3 separate regions of the Sus scrofa genome follow, and regions 1 and 2 are each linked to region 3. A link is a contact called in public HiChIP or PLAC-seq data. All regions are on one chromosome and are shown on one strand. The core of a region is the stretch at or near the end of the contact, and the rest is flanking DNA. Distances in the headings are between cores, read along the strand shown.

What was found. HiChIP or PLAC-seq counts read pairs in DNA pulled down with a chosen protein or histone mark.
Region 1: a contact with region 3 is called in an H3K27ac HiChIP or PLAC-seq map of alveolar macrophages. The contact joins two enhancer-like sites. A contact is called at or near these places in 1 of 47 Hi-C or Micro-C datasets (epiblast stem cells) and 1 of 2 datasets of contacts at active chromatin or transcription factors (alveolar macrophages).
Region 2: an H3K27ac HiChIP or PLAC-seq map of alveolar macrophages shows a contact between it and region 3. The contact joins two enhancer-like sites. A contact is called at or near these places in 1 of 47 Hi-C or Micro-C datasets (embryonic fibroblasts) and 2 of 2 datasets of contacts at active chromatin or transcription factors (alveolar macrophages and skeletal muscle).

The regions. Positions count from the first base shown.
Region 1 is chr15:15,621,608-15,624,307 of Sscrofa11.1, forward strand. No RefSeq gene overlaps it. Among named protein-coding and RNA genes, the nearest start is that of THSD7B, 12 kb to the left of the region's middle. Within about 2 kb of position 1,389, at least 3 of the 83 cell types and tissues checked have an H3K27ac peak or open chromatin away from gene starts, as enhancers often do. A contact at or near this core is called in alveolar macrophages, where this site is marked.
Region 2 is chr15:15,583,179-15,585,878 of Sscrofa11.1, forward strand. The region is part of intron 2 of THSD7B (thrombospondin type-1 domain-containing protein 7B); the gene reads right to left. Among named protein-coding and RNA genes, the nearest start is that of THSD7B, 26 kb to the right of the region's middle. Within about 2 kb of position 1,258, at least 1 of the 83 cell types and tissues checked has an H3K27ac peak or open chromatin away from gene starts, as enhancers often do. A contact at or near this core is called in alveolar macrophages, where this site is marked.
Region 3 is chr15:15,440,040-15,442,739 of Sscrofa11.1, forward strand. The region is part of intron 7 of THSD7B (thrombospondin type-1 domain-containing protein 7B); the gene reads right to left. Among named protein-coding and RNA genes, the nearest start is that of THSD7B, 170 kb to the right of the region's middle. Within about 2 kb of position 1,357, at least 11 of the 83 cell types and tissues checked have an H3K27ac peak or open chromatin away from gene starts, as enhancers often do. A contact at or near this core is called in alveolar macrophages, where this site is marked.

The DNA.
Region 1 (2,700 bases), core at 139-2,638, 180 kb after region 3:
ACTCAGGATCTGAGCCGCATCTGCAACCTACACCACAGCTCACGGCAATGCCGAATCCTTAACCCACTGAGCAAGGCCAGGGATCGAACCCGCAACCTCATGGTTCCTAGTCGGATTCATTAACCACTGTGCCACACGGGAACTCCACATCAAGACCTTTTAAATGCACTTATCATTTTAATTTTCCTTTCATAGACTCTTCTATATGGTGACAAGATCCTCTAGGTTATATCATTCTTACAGCCCATACTCACGGAGAAAAGTCCCTCTTTCTGTTTAGTTATAAGTACCAGGAAGAATTCAGATTATACCCAGTGGAGTCACAAGTTCATCCTGGAACTAATAATGCAGCTAGGGAAAGTGGTTCTCTGATCAGAGGGCCTGGTTATATGCCCTACTCTGGAAGAAAGGTAGAGGTCACTTTTCTTCCCAAACTGGAACAGGTTCTCTATGAAAAACAAGTTTTAATTGTTAAAAGAAATGGTGAAGGGAATCCATGTTGGGCAAAACCTCTAGCTGCCACAGTTCACTAGCAAGAAAAGATTCAACTTCCTTTCATATGTTCTGAGGTCTGAATCTACAGATTTCTCCCTCCTTCAGCCTGCGTCTGGGGCTTTTGGGGATGCAACCCTAAGGGCCAAAGCACCTTCAGGCAAACCTCTTTTCAATCCCCTCCCAGCCCTAGACTTGTCCCCACAGATTCCCAAACGGGGCTCTTCGCTTGGTGCATTGCAATGCTGATGTTGTACAGTGGAGAGGAGTGTCATCCTTCCAGCCCCTGGAGACCAGGCCCGACAACTCCTAAACTCCTCTGTCCTACTCACGCCTGCACTCCATTCCCCAGCTTCCTGCTCTGGGTGTATTTGTTCCCTACACTGATGCCATTTTTCAGCCTTTTATAAATGGGCCTGCCCCTGTTACATGCCAAATGAAAAATCTAAGAGTACTAGCACATCAATCATGGTCTGGCGATAGGGGTGAAAGATGAACTCAATTCTCACTCATCATCACAAAATCGGTAATGTGTACAGAGAAGTCAGGCCCACTTATGAGAGGCTATGATCTGTAACAAACTAAATAACACATTTCTAAGTGCTCTTGCAGGGCCACCAAGAGGGGAGCAGAGCCATCTGAGACCACATCAGCACTGGGTTCTCTTCCTCATGTGTGGATTCTGATAACCACAGTAACACTTAGTTCTTGAATTGCACAACATTTTAATGGAGAAAAGCGGGGCTTAATTTTACATTCAGTGCAATGGTGCAAGAGACTTCGAAGTTACTTCAAATCTCTGATGCAATCTCTGACAAAGAAACTCCTTATCAGGGTTTACAATCCTGGCCCAGCGAGTTCAAAAGGATGGTACAGAACATTCTATTCAATGGCTGCAAACTGTCAGTTCCTCAGCATTATGATTCACAGACACGTTGCGTCGAGTTTGTGTAGTGCTTACAAATAAGAAATTTCACCTTTAAAAGAATTTCAAGAGTCGGGGGTTCCCCTCGTGGCGCAGCAGAAATGAATCTGACTAGGAACCATGAGGCTGCGGGTTCGATCCCTGGCCTCGCTCAGTGGGTTAAGGACCCAGTGTTGCCATGAGCTGTAGTGTAGATCACAGATGCGGTTCAGATCTGGTATTGCTGTGGCTCTGGTGTAGGCTGGTGGCTACAGCTCCAATTAGACCCCTAGCCTGGGAACCTCTATATGCTGTGGGTGCAGCCCTAAAAAAAATTAAAAAAAAAAAAAAGACAAAAAAAAAATTTTAAGTCCTCACTTATCTTGAAAGTCAAAAGATCAGACAAATTAGGCACATAATCCATCATGGTAGCCATCAGCTGAGACAGAAGGTGAAGCTGCTCCAATACAGGCAGATGGAAACTCACTAGTTCTCCACAGTCCTCATCACTCCTTATTGCCTTCCATCTACATCATCGCCTGTCCCCTTCATAGGCATTTACTCCTGCAGCTTCTGACTGCATAGACCCTTCCTGTCACAGCAGATTCTAAAGAGACCCCAAATGGTGGAATGACTTGCCCAATTCAGACTGAAACACTGTTCATTGTTGTGGTTACTATTTTTAATAATATGCTGGCTTTTCTTTCACTTAAAAAAATTATCATACAGTAAAGCTGACTTTTTTAAATACAGTTCTATGAATTTTAACACATATATAGATTCAGGTAAACTCTACCAAATGAGGGCATTGAATGGTATCATCACTCCAAAGAAACTGTCTCATTCTGCCCCTTTATTGCCACTCCTTCCTGCCACTCCTAACCCGTGGCAACCACTGATCTGTTCTCTACCACAATAGTTTTGTCTTTCAAGCCTATAAGAAAAGTAGATCCATATGTTATGTATTCTTTAATACATGCTTCTTAGATGTGGCATAGTGATAATGCCTGTGAGAGTAATTTATGATTCGTTCTTGTTTATTCCCAAGGGGTGTTCTGCTTTATAGATGTACCACGGTTTGTTTATGGATGGAGATTTTTTTTTTTTAAACTATGCTCACAGCATGTGGAAATTCCCGGGCCGGGTATCAAACTCACACCATAGCAGCAACCCAAGCCACTGCAGTGACAATGCAGATCCTTAATCCACTGTACCACAAGGGAACTCCACAGATTGAAATTTTTTTATTCCAAGTTAGAAGGGTTTTTTGAGAGGTTGGGCACTAGGGCGCTGGCTCAAACTAA
Region 2 (2,700 bases), core at 8-2,507, 140 kb after region 3:
CCAAGGATTCCAATGAGGCCCACCTGGAATTGTGGGGAGGATCAAGAAAGTGCAGGCCCAAAAGCACTGTAAACTAGAAAACACTTTATAATGTACTACAACAATGGCCATCTCCTATCCAACTCTTAACAACTCTGAGGTTTGTTTGCTAGTTTGTTTTGGCGGTGGCATGAAAAGAAAAGATACTATCAGTGAAGCTGTGTAAATAACTTTAAAATTTCGAAAGCATTAAAAAATCCTGGAATATTCACTCCTTTTGTGTCTCCAGCACCAAGAGAAGAAACTAGTTTCAGAGAAGGAGTGGGATGAAAATTATGAGCACAATTTGAAGCAAGTAGTCCAGAGGAATGGATATGGGCATCTGAAATATAGTGATGGGCAGAGGTACTCAAAGCCTAGAGAATGGTCAAATTCTGCTCTGAATTTAAAAGAAGGAGAAGAGGAGGAGGAGGAAGGGGGGAGAAGAAAGAAGAAAAAGTAGATACTATAAACAGATCTCAAATCCAAACATTAATTTTGGGCAAGAATTGAGAACCAATTATAAGAACAATTGCTAACATATACCGGTTTGCCATACGCCAAATGCTAAGTATTTTCCATATATGAATTCACTTATGCCTTTGTGAGAACTCTATGATAAGAACTTAAATGAGTTAATAATGTATAGTTCGTAGAACAGCACCTGACACACAGTAAGTTCTCAACACACTGACATTATTATTATTAGCTTCATTTTCTAGGTGTGGAAACTGAGGTCAGAGAAGTGAATTGATTTGCCTAAATTTACTTAGTGAATTTAAGTGGTAGAGCTGAGCTGCCTGATTTTGAAGACTGGGAGAAAAACAACTCCAAGAACCCCTCTGTATTTAAATGTGTACCATTCTTTGAATGACTAATTCAATTCAACAAACATTTTGTAAGTTTCTGCTTGAGAAAGACTCCAAGTTCCAGGAGAAAGGGGATCTGGGTTTTATCCTTACTATCTTTGTATATAACTGACTGTTCTCTCTATAACTAGATGAACTGACTGTTCAGGCATTTGGAAGAATAAGAATTAAGACACAGTAGTACAGATGCTCACAGGTCCGTGGAAAAGGCACTGGCTTAAATAACCTAATGCCTGCCTGGCTGAGATGTACAGTACAACAGAAGGATGTGTTGGGAGGAACAGAAAAAATGAGAAACTATGGATCAGGGAGAAGTGATTTGAGAGAGCTGTCTATCTCAGAGAGTCAATGTTAGGAAGCTCTGAATCATAACCCTGGCAGGGAGGAGGCAGATGCCCTCTTGGTATAATAAGGCCAGGGCTATTATGAGGGTTATTAGTCCACTACAAATAGGGTTAAGGTTTTGTTGATAGGAAGAATACGAACTTCTCCTGTTGACCAGATGGGGGCTTTTGAGAAGAATTAATCCTAGAGGTTGTAAACTGTGTTTCAGTTTTTCGTTTGTTTGTTTGTTTTTGCTTTTTAGGGCCACACCTGCAGCATATGGAAGTTCCCAGGCTAGGGTTCTAATCAGTGCTGCAGCTGCCAGCCTATGCCACAGCCATAGCAACAGGAGATCTGAGCTACATTTGAGAGCTACACCGCAGCTCATGGCAACTCTGGATCCCCAACCCACAGAGCGAGGTCAGGGATTGAAACCACATCCTCATGGATACTAGTTGGGTTTGTTACTGCTGAGCCAAGACGGGAACTCCAGTGTTTCAGAACTTATATTTTGGGAGAAAGCCAACCCAGTCTGGAGTTAAAGCCCCATCATATTCCCACCCCCCCAAATCCTCCAGACCAGATCTCACCCTTGTTCAGCACCAGGGATTGAGGTGTCTAGAACAGGGATACAATGCCCTGTCTCCTCTGCCACCACCACCTCCCTCCCCACCCCAACTTGACCCCACAGAACTGTGGGAAAATCATATTTTAAGGAAATAAAAGGAAGAAAGCTGGGAGATTCAGTAAGCACTCCAAGCAGGAAGTCTTCCTGAGAGAGACTGATGGCCCACGCTGAGGGGACGTGATGTGGGGCCTCAACAGCACCCGTACAGGAGCAGTTATAATACCTCATTCTTAAGGACACTGGAGACATCAAGCGAGCTACTGCATAGCTGCCCAATTGTTGTTGTTGAACATAGCTACTGCAACCAAAACCATTTGGAAAGACATATTACATCTCACATGATAATAGCCAACCCAGTTCCTGTCTCTCTAATTTCCTATATAGAGAGGACAGTCCCTGACCTCAAGGGCCTTGCAACCTTGATAGGGAGATAAGGCTTGGGTACATGTGGCAATACAGGACCAGTGCCCCATGTTAAGTAATGATACTCTTACATAATTACCAGTAAGTGTTCTAATGTGCTTTTATTTACTAGGCACTATCATAAGGACTATAAGTGTGTGTGTGTGTGTGTGTGTGTGTGTGTGTGTGTGTGTTCGTTCAAGAGCCCAGTATGTTAGATACCCAATAACGGTAGTACCATTTTACCAATGAAGAAACTGAGGCACAAAGAGGTTATGTGACCTGCCCAGAGGCCACATGCTTAACCTCCATACTGCTAGTAACACTGATAGTGTTCCACGTTATTTGGCGCCTTTCCTGCAGTGAGCCCAACACTGATTCCAAGCATAGTGTCTTTTTCCATGTTTGATTCTCCTTCAAGGTGAGCTAGTTGCCTGACACTGTCTTCACTGTGTAAAT
Region 3 (2,700 bases), core at 107-2,606:
TACCCAGTGTGCTCTAAGAGAGGTAGAGCCAGACACAGAGTCCTCTGGGGCCCAGGGTCTGCCCGGACAGGTGTCTGCTGCAGAGACCCCAGCATCGGCAATAGTTCCATCCCCTCCTTCCCCGTCCTCCTCCCCACCTCACCTAGGGCTGCTCAGAGAAGCAAGGGGGTGGCCACAAAGCTGGGAAGGGTAAATCCAACATCAGCCACAGTGCATTCTGGTCACCCCAAAGAATGATTTTGAGGGACTCACTAGGAGAAAGAGTCTAGTCGCTAAAGCATAGGTAGGCAAAACCTCCTGCCACTAAACCAAGCCTCAGCCATGAGCCCTGGCACCCCAGTAACTGTCGTGGCAAACTTCTGCTGCAGGGATTGCAGGTCTGCCCTAGTTATTTGCAAAGCAGGGATTGCCAGCTACAATGCTTTCTGACCCGGCTTTGGTGTTGTGTCATGACATACAGATGATCAGCCTGAAAGGATGGTACAGCTAACCAAGGACATCAGGGAACAGACTGAGAAAATTTATCCTGTTGAGCTGCCAACACGGTCATCTCCAGCTGGCTTTAAGGTGTCTCAATCAGTTGTCGCCAAAGACACATCAAACCCAGTAGCACTGAGGTGCTGTTTTTCATATGATCTCTTCTTAAGTTGAAGGAGCTGCAACAAAGGTATCATGCAGCATCACTGTGAAACTGTGCTGAGGATGACTCCAGTCATGAGCCCAGAGATCCCAGGCCCTTTGTCGCTCAAGGGACTTAGGCCAGCTGCCATGTGACATCAGTGTATTGATCAGTATCAAAGGCATCCCTCCTGGGGTGAGAGGACAACAGATCACTTAAATTCTCTCCATTCCAGCCTTTCTCTGTGCATCTGTACTTCCCACAGGCTCACAGAGCCACAAAGACAAGAGCCCATCATGGTCTGGGGGTACCACAATTTACTGCTGTTTCCTCAGCAATGTAACAATGATTCAACTTCAAAGAAAGTGAGAAAGCGTACCCCTTGCTGGTTCGTGTCGGCAAAGTGGAAGAAGCAAAGAAGGAAGAAGAGACAGTTGTGTAAGGCAAAGTGCCCCTAGTTCTGATTTAGTTAGTATCTGTCACAGTGATTTACAGAGGGGCTGTTCCTGCATCATTTTCACTCCAATAATGAGCCATTTATGGGAGATTCCATTGTACTTGCCTGTTTTATTGCTGCACAACCCAGAAAAAAGATTCATGTAACATTCTCTCTATAGAAGATTTCCCTCTACATCTGGGACAAAAAAACCTAAGATTTCCTTCCCACTGGGGCACGGACTTCAGCCATGAATTGTAGTGGGTCAGCCTTACCACCAGAGGGAGCCCTGTGGTCACTTTTCCTTCTCCCTTGGCTCTAGGTTGGCGTCCCTCCTGAGTTTGGACAGAACTGAGTGTCAAGTGCATCACACAAATTAATACTAAGAGTTTTTTGTTTTTTTGTTTTCTTAAGAATGCCTCTTGGGATGATGTCAGTCTCTCGCCCTACATAATTATTTTGCTTTGGGCGATGTCCTTTGACCCAAGCTATTGTGTACCCTAACGGAGGGATAATTCTCTGAACATTGTGCTTTCATTCGGACAGCTGTTCATGTTTGCAAACCACTTATTTCAAAACAACACAGTATTCAAATCTCCATGACTCCAGCAGGGGAAAGGGGAGAGAACTCTCTTACCAGCCAAATCATGCTGGTAGCTTTGACATGATGGTCCTCGGTTTGCCACCCCAAAGGTCCAATCCCCACCAATATCCTACCTGCTTTTCTATCACTGGTCTTCCCAGCCACCTTCTTCTAAAGGGAAGATAATGGTGACTAACACCCTGGGTCACAGAGAGCTTTCAGCTGCCTTAAGGGTATGAACAGGTTTGGCATTTCTGTGATAAAAAATATCAATTCATTACAAGCTGGGTGACTGCAGCCCTAATGGTTGATGGCCATAGACCTGAACTTTCTCTGTTTACTGGTCGATCAGAATGGATGACTGTCCCTCTTCTTTTCTCATCTAGCATTTTCCTCTCTGAGCTCTCTCTGAAGCCACCCAAGTCACAATAGCATCTGTTGGATAATGTGCTCACACATAATCCTTTCTCTTTTTCAACGTATTTTCACTGCATTGTCACCCTGGCATCTCATAATACAAAGCTGAGGTGAGGCGAGAAGGAACTGATGAATTTTCCAATTCTCCCAGGCAACATCATCAGTTGGTTTGTTCTGTGTTCCCATGTGCTGCCCATCTCTTTATGGTCGATGTTTTTGCTGTCTTGTAACTGCTCCTTTACCAAGTTCTACCACTGTGCGTTCCCCTCCTCCGGAGGGACCAGATCTCTCTGACTAGCTTTCTGTCCCCAAAGCTTTGCAAAGTTCTTGACATACAATATTCAATAAATATTCATTTGAAATATGACACCCGTTTGACAAATAGGGTCATCAGGTCACCCAGAAGGGCCCAGGGGACCATGTGCTACATCCACTGCCTGAAGCATGTAAAGGAAAGGACGTGGGAGAGCACATGTTCGGTCCAACTGGAAGAACAAACCGTTTACAAGAAAAGACGTATTGGATTCTGACTTTAGAACAGGCATCCTGATAAATGCCAAAGACTGAATAATAAGACACGATCCAAGTCCTAGATTCCCATCCAGTGACCAGGGGGGCCCTTTAACTTCTGTGTATGCCAGCTTA